Linked DNA regions of Zea mays: all the other regions are linked to region 3. Evidence: chromatin contacts called from public Hi-C data. All regions are on one chromosome and are shown on one strand. Each heading gives the region's core, a stretch centred on a gene start, on an enhancer-like site or on the middle of the called end of the contact. The rest is flanking DNA. Distances are from core to core; before and after follow the strand shown.

Region 1 (2,700 bases), core at 60-2,559, 240 kb before region 3:
ATAAGTGCTTTGCCATTCAGAGTGCGTTTAACATGAATTGTGAATTCATTCACTACAAGTCCATGAAACAACCAAAGAGCACATCCTGACGTTAGCTACTCATACAAGGCATTGCTTTTGTCCCAATTAGCTCCACATCTGTAATTTGGAAGGTTCAATTGCCTTCACTAACTGCAGTACTGAAAGGAGTCATAGACACTTGTATCCAGATCATAGGGCTAACATTAAAGAACTTGAGCCAAATTAACACCAACCAAACAGGTATGTTTTGTGTCATTTCTGCCAAATAACCAAGAGAAAATGATGGTTCAAATATAGACATGCCTTGCACAACCTTGTTAACAAACCAAAAAGAGCATGGTTCAATCCAGATGAGAATGGTTCATGAATTCAGAAAAGGTAACATACCCCCAATGTATCTGCCATTCCTGACTCCAACAACTCCTCCCTCGCCCCCTGTTGTGCATTAATACTAGTAACCCTCTTCAGCGCTCCCTTAAGGTTATTAAGATCTGACTTGTACTCCCTGATCTTTACTAGGAGATCAGCTCTAATGCTTGGTTGCAGGTTTCTTGCTTCAAGATCCATCTTCCTTATCTGAAAACAAAAACAACATTACCAATATACAATAGATGTCTTCCGCCGCACAATAAAACTTCCATTTGAATTTGATAACTGCTTAGCCTGATCCTATAAGAAGGAAACGTCCCTAAGTTTAAACAATTATGTAATCCTTAGGGTTCAAAATTTTCCGTGATCTATAAAAAATACAGCTCTAAAGAAGGATCGTTCCTTGTTTCTTTTTTTCTCCCTACACCTGAATATAATTCCAAAACAGTTTTGTGAGGGTCGTGCATCCTTCGCGGCTACTTAGTAACAAGAGCACAGCCACTATTTGCCTATGTTTAATAAAACAAAAACAAAAAAGAGGAGCGAGGGGATACCAGTGCCTCAGCGCCATCGATGCCGGATTGGATCTCCGCCGCCTTCTGCTTCAGCTTCTCTGCGCGACCAAATATTTTACCAAGAGACGATTCGGAGGGAGAGCCTACCGAGATTGAGGTTGCTTCTAGAAAACGAAGAGATTTGGGAGGGGTGGAGGATTACCTCCCTGTAGGGCGGCGGCGGCGGTGCATTTGCGGGTGAGGGAGGCGGACGCCTCGCAGTACTGGCGCTCGTAGCCCTCGAACACCTTGCTCATGTTGCCCCGATCTCGATCCCAATCGCTGTTTGTCTAAACCCGCGAAATTTTCTCTGGAGCGATCACGTCGGGAGGAGTCGAGGCCTAGGAAAGGAAGAAATGGGGACGGACCGAAGGAGTAGGACACAATTGGACGTGGACGTTCAGACCCAGAAGGCTTCGTTGGAGTTTTTCTTTCTTTTCTTTTTTTTCCTTCTTTTTTCATCCTTTTCTAGTACACGCTGGGTAGAAAAGATAATAAATTGGCGGCATGGCAGTTTAATCAGCAAACCCGAAATTCGATAGGTACGTGACCTATTCGGTGAAGATTTTGATCTGCAGGTGCAACTCGTATCCGATCCGAAGTTTCGCGGGTGTGGGTGCGGGTTTCTATTTCAACCGGCGGTGATCCGCATCTCGCCCGAAATGTTGGTTTATTCTTTATTTTTGTGCAAAAATAATTAAGATACAACGGTAATTGTTTTGAATAAGTAACATGGCTACTGATTCATGAAACGTTTTGTTGCTACTCAATATGTGAAGGCTTAAAATATGTAGATATAACTTAATTATTGTTGATACTTAATTGTTTATAGCTAATTGTTATTTAAAAGTGACACTAGGTAAAAACCCGCGAGTGACCCGAAACCCGACGGGTTCAGGTGCGGGCTTAAAATTGTACCCGTGGGTGCGATCGGGGACGAGTTTAGTTAGACTTCACGGGTGCGATCGCGAGTGGGTTTTTGCTCCACCTAACCCGAACCCGACCCATTACCATCCCTATCTGCAGCATCATCGAAAGACCTAGCTTTGTGCTTATGGTTACGTGTCTTCCACCAAGATTCAAGAGAGCTCTTGAGAACCAACCGAGCATGTAACACTCTGAATTTGGGGTATAAAATTTGTTCTTTAATATCTACCAAATTCAGGTGTTACTCCTTTTCTCACCTCTATAGATTTTCTTTCTCTTCTTTTTAATAGAATTTTGGGTGTTTATTCGAGAGGTGTATTATTTCTTTAGAATATTAAAACCTAGGGGAGACATGAATTGGTGCATTATGTTGAGCTAAAATTTTATTTTTGGTTGATGCACATGTTTGAAATATTCAAATTTGAATTTATGGTTTATTTTATTTGAATTCAATAGAGAAAATAAAAGAAAAGAAATAGAAAATTCAGAACAAAAGAAAAACCAGAAATCAGCCCAAGACACCCTCTCCCTCGACCTTTTCAGCCCAGTTGGCCCGGCTGCTCTCTCTCTCTCTACGCGGTGGGGCCTACCTGTCGACGCCATTCCTCTCGCCCATGCGAGCACCCTTTGTCCCATCTCCCTCTGCCAGCCCGGTCCCGCTTGTCGGCGCTGCCCGCTCACTCGTGCGCCCTCTCCCGCTGGCCCGTGGGCCTTGCCTGTCAATCCCGTCCCCCCCCCCCAACCGTCCGCGTGCATGACCTGCGTGCACGTTGTGGACTCCGCGCCCACGACGCACGCGAGGCCGCGCCCGCCCCACCCCGGCCATTTC
Region 2 (2,700 bases), core at 41-2,540, 180 kb before region 3:
TACACCCCTCATGACGCAGAGTGCTTTCAGCTGTGGGGACCTACTAGACATGACCTACTAGACATCACGGAGCAGAAAGAAAGCAAGCAGGCAGCCCTCGTAAACCTTGAACAGAACGAGACCAAAGGAACCTCGGAGAACAGAGGAATAAGTACCTTAGGCGTGTGGCGCGGTGCCAGGGGAGGAGCTGAGTCCGACGAGGAGGAGGCGCGGGCGTGCAACACGACACTCGAGGAGATGAGTCCGAGGAGCAGGCGGCGCTCGACGCTCGGGGAGGAATCTGTATCCTTCTTTTAGGGTAGGAAAGTTTTGCAGGCTTCTGATTTGGCTCAAGAAATGGATTAAAAGTTAGTTTTTAATTCTATAGTTTGCTAAATAGATCAGCCCAAAAATTAAATTTCAATTCAAATCAATTCCAATCAAATAAACGAGGGTCTTTAGTCTAAAACCAATTGGAAAGACCCGGAAACAGCACGAGCAATACGACGAGTGGGCAAACCAAGATGGTGCGCCACGTGTTATCCAATGGCTTCCAGTCCAGCTCCTCCCCACACGCGCACCTGCACACCGCCAGCCAGCCAGCCAGCGAGACCGCCGGAGGAAACAACCAAACCAGACTAGAGATGGCAGTGGGTAAGGTACCCAGTGGGCACATGAAGGTATACCCATACCCACTAGGAAAAAATTGATCCATATCCATACCCATTACCCATCATGGGTACAAAATTACGCCATACCCATACCCACCATGGGTAGCGAGTACCCATCGGGTACCCATACCCATTAGCATTATGATAGACATGATCATTTGAATCGCAAAAAATAAGTACCAGCATAATAAATGTATCAAACCCAACATAATTTTATCACAGGTTCAACAATATTCAACATTAACTGGTAATATCATGCCTTCAAATCACACAAAACATAGCATTGATTCTACTCGTGCCCTAATAGAGTTTTTACCCATCGGGAGCAAATTCATTTTATATGAGACATAAATCCGGACCCACATGTCATATATTAGCGGGTTCCCCATCGGATAGCGGGTATGGGGCAACAGAAAACATACCCACGTCCACCATACCCGATGGGCATAACAAATGACCCAATAAAATACCTATGGGTATCAAAATCCGCCATACCCGTGCCCTAATAAGGTTTTTACCCATCGGGTTTCGGGTTTCGGGTACCCATTGCCATCCCTAAACCAGACAGACAGTTTCGGCCTCAGCCCAACTGGTGCCGTGACGTCTCCTCTCCTCTCTTCGTCTCATCCCCAGCCCACCCACAACAATGCCCTCCTCCCTTCCCACCTGACCTGCGCCGCGCCGCGCCGCGCTGCGCAGCCATCCTTGTTCTGTCCCGGGTACGCCGCCACACACATCAGTTCAAGCGCTTCTCTCCCTCCCTCCTCTTCGTGGATCGGAATCGACGCCTGGAAGTGGATGACGATGGCGGGTTCTTGCGCCGCGGTGCCCGTTGCCGGTCTCCCCTCGTTGAGGACGCCGATGCCAACTCACCTCAGACTTGGCGGCTTTATGCCCTGTTCCTCGGCCGCGCGGAGTCGCGGCGCCGCCGTGCTGGGATGCGCTCTTGGGGCCAGGAAGCAGACGCCGGGAGTTCTGAACCAGGTACTTGCTTCTTATAGATAAACTTGATTTGTTGTTTGGTCTGCATGATATCGTGGCTAGAACCTTTTCTCTTTCTTTTTCTGACTTTGCTGCTAAACTGTTTCTCGATTGCATTGCTGCTGTGATGGCAATTTTGTTATGCTTATTGCACCTTCAAAGATAAATTAATAGATGACACACTACATGGTCTCAATTTGAGTACCTATCGGTATTGGTTGTTATTATAATTCCTTGTGTGCCAAAGGATTTAATTATTGTTTCTTCATGTCATGCCTATACACTTGCCTAATCTCTGCAATGTGTAATAACTAAGATTTGTTGTCACTTCAAAATTGCACGCATCGGCCTGTTATCACCGTAGTTCCAATGTTCACCCAAAATTCTTATCTCAAAAGAAAAAAAACAGTCAGAATTTGATCTTTTTACGGTCCACGGTAACAGCTAATCCTACTTGGGTTGCTGGTATCTTCTACTTAGATCCTGCGCCTAAAGTTTAGACAGTAGCGTTCAAACCTCCCCCGCATGTGAGCTATGCCCGCTACAAAATACAGCAGCTTCGGATTAATACCAACATCAGTTGATGTGGAACTTTATGGCTGGAAATGATAAAAAACACCATTGAGAAAGTTAACCATTTTTCACATATATTCTGTGGGCTACTCTCATTACTTGCCAAAAAGTGTTTGTGCTATATCTTTTCTCTAGCATGCCTCAAAAGGTGAACAAAGTAGCTCATTGGATAAAGTAGAGTTCCTATATGATCCTCCGATGAATTCAGCTTGATCTCATTTATTCAGAATCCAACGCTCGGGATTGTTATCACCTCTGTTGCTGTTTTTATTCAATATTTTCTGTAATGTCTCTGGAAAGTTGGGTTTAAAATTGACAGCACACATATAAATCCACCTGGTGAATTTAGGTTATCTTAAATGGTTGCAACCTCTCTTGTGCTATGGTGTTACTCTATATACTGAATTAATATTGACTAATCGTTATGGGTTCAACCTATTTTTTTAAATGACCTTTTTATTTCCACGTATACTGCAGTATATTTGGTTTTCACTAA
Region 3 (2,700 bases), core at 187-2,686:
AACCTTTAGCACCTGTAGAATATATAATCTAGAGCAAACTAGTTAGTCTAATTATTTGTGTTGGCCATTCAACCACCAAAATTATTTATAGGAAAGGTTAAACCCTATTTCCCTTTCAGGCATGACCTCGGCACCACGATCATAGTTTTCATCTCCAGGGCGAGAGGAAACTAACAAACGGCGTACCACTACCTCCATGACTTGGTTTTGTGTCTTCATAGCTGATTTAACATAATTATCTCACTCTCGCTGACACTTAATTGGGATGATAAGTCTTCGCACGCTGGGTGGAGGACCTACGTTTAACACCCCATCAACGTCAATGTCGTCAACGTCATGCCAACCAATCTTCTCCTTAGCCGTAGCAACAACCTCACTAAAGGAAGGTCTATCATCAAATATAACAGCCACACGTTGCATGTCAACGAACTCAGCATTTCCATAACGATCTTATTCAACGATGCCTCCATGGTATATGCCCAAAAAATTGTCCTTCTATTTGAAATACGACAACGTTGAATAACCAATTGTGGTGGTTAGTGGATAACCCAGTCCACTATGACTAACTATAAACTATCTAGTACCTAATAAATAATTGTAAACTAATACAAAATAATAACTAACTAATATCTAACTACAAAATACCACCGCGTTGGAGTAACAATTTACTAATAATAACGAACTATTAACTACTAACAAATTATCAATCATAATTATAAATAAATAAAGGATGGAGAACGGGTTACCGGGCGATGGAGAGCGTTGCCGGGGACGGCCGGACGGCGAGATCGGCGGGCGGGAGTGGTCAGGGCAGGAGGGCGGCCGAGCAGCGGGCCGGGTGGCACGCCGGGGGTGCTGCGGCGTGCGGGCCGGTGTGGCCGGCGGCGGGGACGGCTAGCGAGCGGCAAGCACACGGGACGGGCGGGCGGCGAGCTGCCGGGGCGGGAGAGGCCGGCGGCGGGGGCGGCTGGCCGGGCAGGGCAGCCAGGGCGGGCGGGCCGACCGAGCGACTGGGGCGGCGGGGCGGCGTGAGGGCGGGAGAGGCGGCGTGCGAGCGTGCGCGGTAGGGAGCAGCGGCGGCGTGCGTGCGGGAGGGAGCAGCGGGGTGAGACGAATGAAGTGGAGGAAGAAGAGGTCGTCCTGCATTTAATACCTCGGCGCCAAGATCCATGGCGCCGACCTCCGCGCCGAGATCTATGGCGCCGAGCTGTCTGCCACGTAGGTCGTCACGTCATTAACGCGCGACGCCAAACAAATTGGCGCCTACATGTTAGACCTCGACGCCAATGTCGATGACGCGAGCTGAGGGTCTAGTTTTTTAAATGAAACCAGAAGGGGCATATTTGTGAAAATAAAACCTAAAAAGGACTAAATTAAAAAAGACGGACAGCCCAGCCCATCTCGTCTTGTCTCGGCGATACCGGCTACCGCCGGCGACCTTCCGTCTATCCAACTCGCAGCGTCCCACGCCGGTGACCCCGCTGGGCGGCAGAAGGAGACGTCGGGTGCCGCGGAGCGCCGCGGAGCGCCGCCGCCGTCCAAGCTGCCTCCCTCGGCTGGTGGACTGTATCACTGCTCCTCAGACACCCGCTGTTCTGTCCGGCAACGTGCCTCCGCCGCAAACCCGCTCGATCAGCCTGAGGCATCGCACGATTTCTGACTCATACTTTATCGCCAATTGGTTCGTGCGTGCTCAAAACTTAATTCTGTGATCTTAATAATGTGTTAACTATATGGGATAGGTATACTGAAAATTCCTGTACTGTTTGAGTAATCGTTTTTTTCTGCCCCCGTTGTCCACCTCTCTGTCTAGGCTGGGGTGGAGCACATCTCTACCCGGACTTGATAGATTCCAATCCTTCCCAACTCAACGTTGGGCAGATGGCGCAGATCCCCAATCTTGACAACGCGCCGCTCAACCTTGCGGCCCTCAGGTGAATCGTCTCATTCGCACGCCTCCTCCTATGTGTTACGCATCTGGATTCTGACAGTCTTATTCGGTTCGTTTGCAGGGAGCAGTCGCAGAAGGACTTGTTCGGCATCCTAAAAAATGTGGGTTTCTTGTCTCACACTGCTCGTTATGACCATGATCTCCGGTGGTCTTGTTGATACTGAACTGAAGAGTTTGGTTTTCTTTGTGATGCGCACCAGATAAGGGGAAAGAAGTGCTTGGTTATAGATCCCAAGCTCGCTGGGACTCTCTCATTGGTCGTGCAGACATCGCTGCTAAAGGTGTGATTACACTGTGTATGCTAATCTTGAATGGTTATCATCTTTAATAACTCTGTGTTGCAGTAATATTCTTTGCTAGTACATTTTATATCATATATATGTCATGTTATGGGCCATGCCACAGCGTATACCCCGGTTCATCTGTTTAATTTCCAGTTTCTTAGCTCATTGCACCCTTTATTCTGCTTATCAGGAGTATGGCGCGGAAGTGCGGATTCTCTCTCCCGAACCCCTGCAGACGGAATGCCCCAAAATTGTATATCTTGTGCGCTCTCAGCTGAGGTTCATGAAGTTCATCGCAAGTCAAATCAAGAACGATGAACCTAAAGGGCTCCAGAGGGAATACTTCCTTTACTTTGTACCTCGCCGCACTGTTGCTTGTGAGAAGGTATCTGTTATTCTTTTCATGTTTGAACTAATCCACTAGTGGGTTTTATATCGTGTTTTCGTGTATGGGTGATGTAGAAT

What was found. Hi-C and Micro-C count contacts between places; a contact is called where the count stands out from the background.
Region 1: a contact with region 3 is called in a Hi-C map of leaf, with 4 times the contacts expected there. The contact joins the promoter of LOC100191695 here to the promoter of LOC100282554 in region 3. A contact is called at or near these places in 4 of 25 Hi-C or Micro-C datasets (bundle sheath, ear, leaf and 1 more).
Region 2: a contact with region 3 is called in a Hi-C map of ear, with 2.8 times the contacts expected there. The contact joins the promoter of LOC100274051 here to the promoter of LOC100282554 in region 3. A contact is called at or near these places in 3 of 25 Hi-C or Micro-C datasets (ear, endosperm and tassel).

The regions. Positions count from the first base shown.
Region 1 is chr8:141,665,090-141,667,789 of Zm-B73-REFERENCE-NAM-5.0, reverse strand. It overlaps LOC100191695, which reads right to left and starts at 1,309. Exons shown (of 4, transcript NM_001137124.1): 1 at 945-1,309; 2 at 409-597. The coding sequence starts at 588.
Region 2 is chr8:141,608,769-141,611,468 of Zm-B73-REFERENCE-NAM-5.0, reverse strand. It overlaps LOC100274051, which reads left to right and starts at 1,290. Exons shown (of 6, transcript NM_001148431.1): 1 at 1,290-1,634.
Region 3 is chr8:141,424,497-141,427,196 of Zm-B73-REFERENCE-NAM-5.0, reverse strand. It overlaps LOC100282554, which reads left to right and starts at 1,436. Exons shown (of 23, transcript NM_001155462.1): 1 at 1,436-1,681; 2 at 1,814-1,934; 3 at 2,013-2,052; 4 at 2,152-2,232; 5 at 2,426-2,620. The coding sequence starts at 1,882.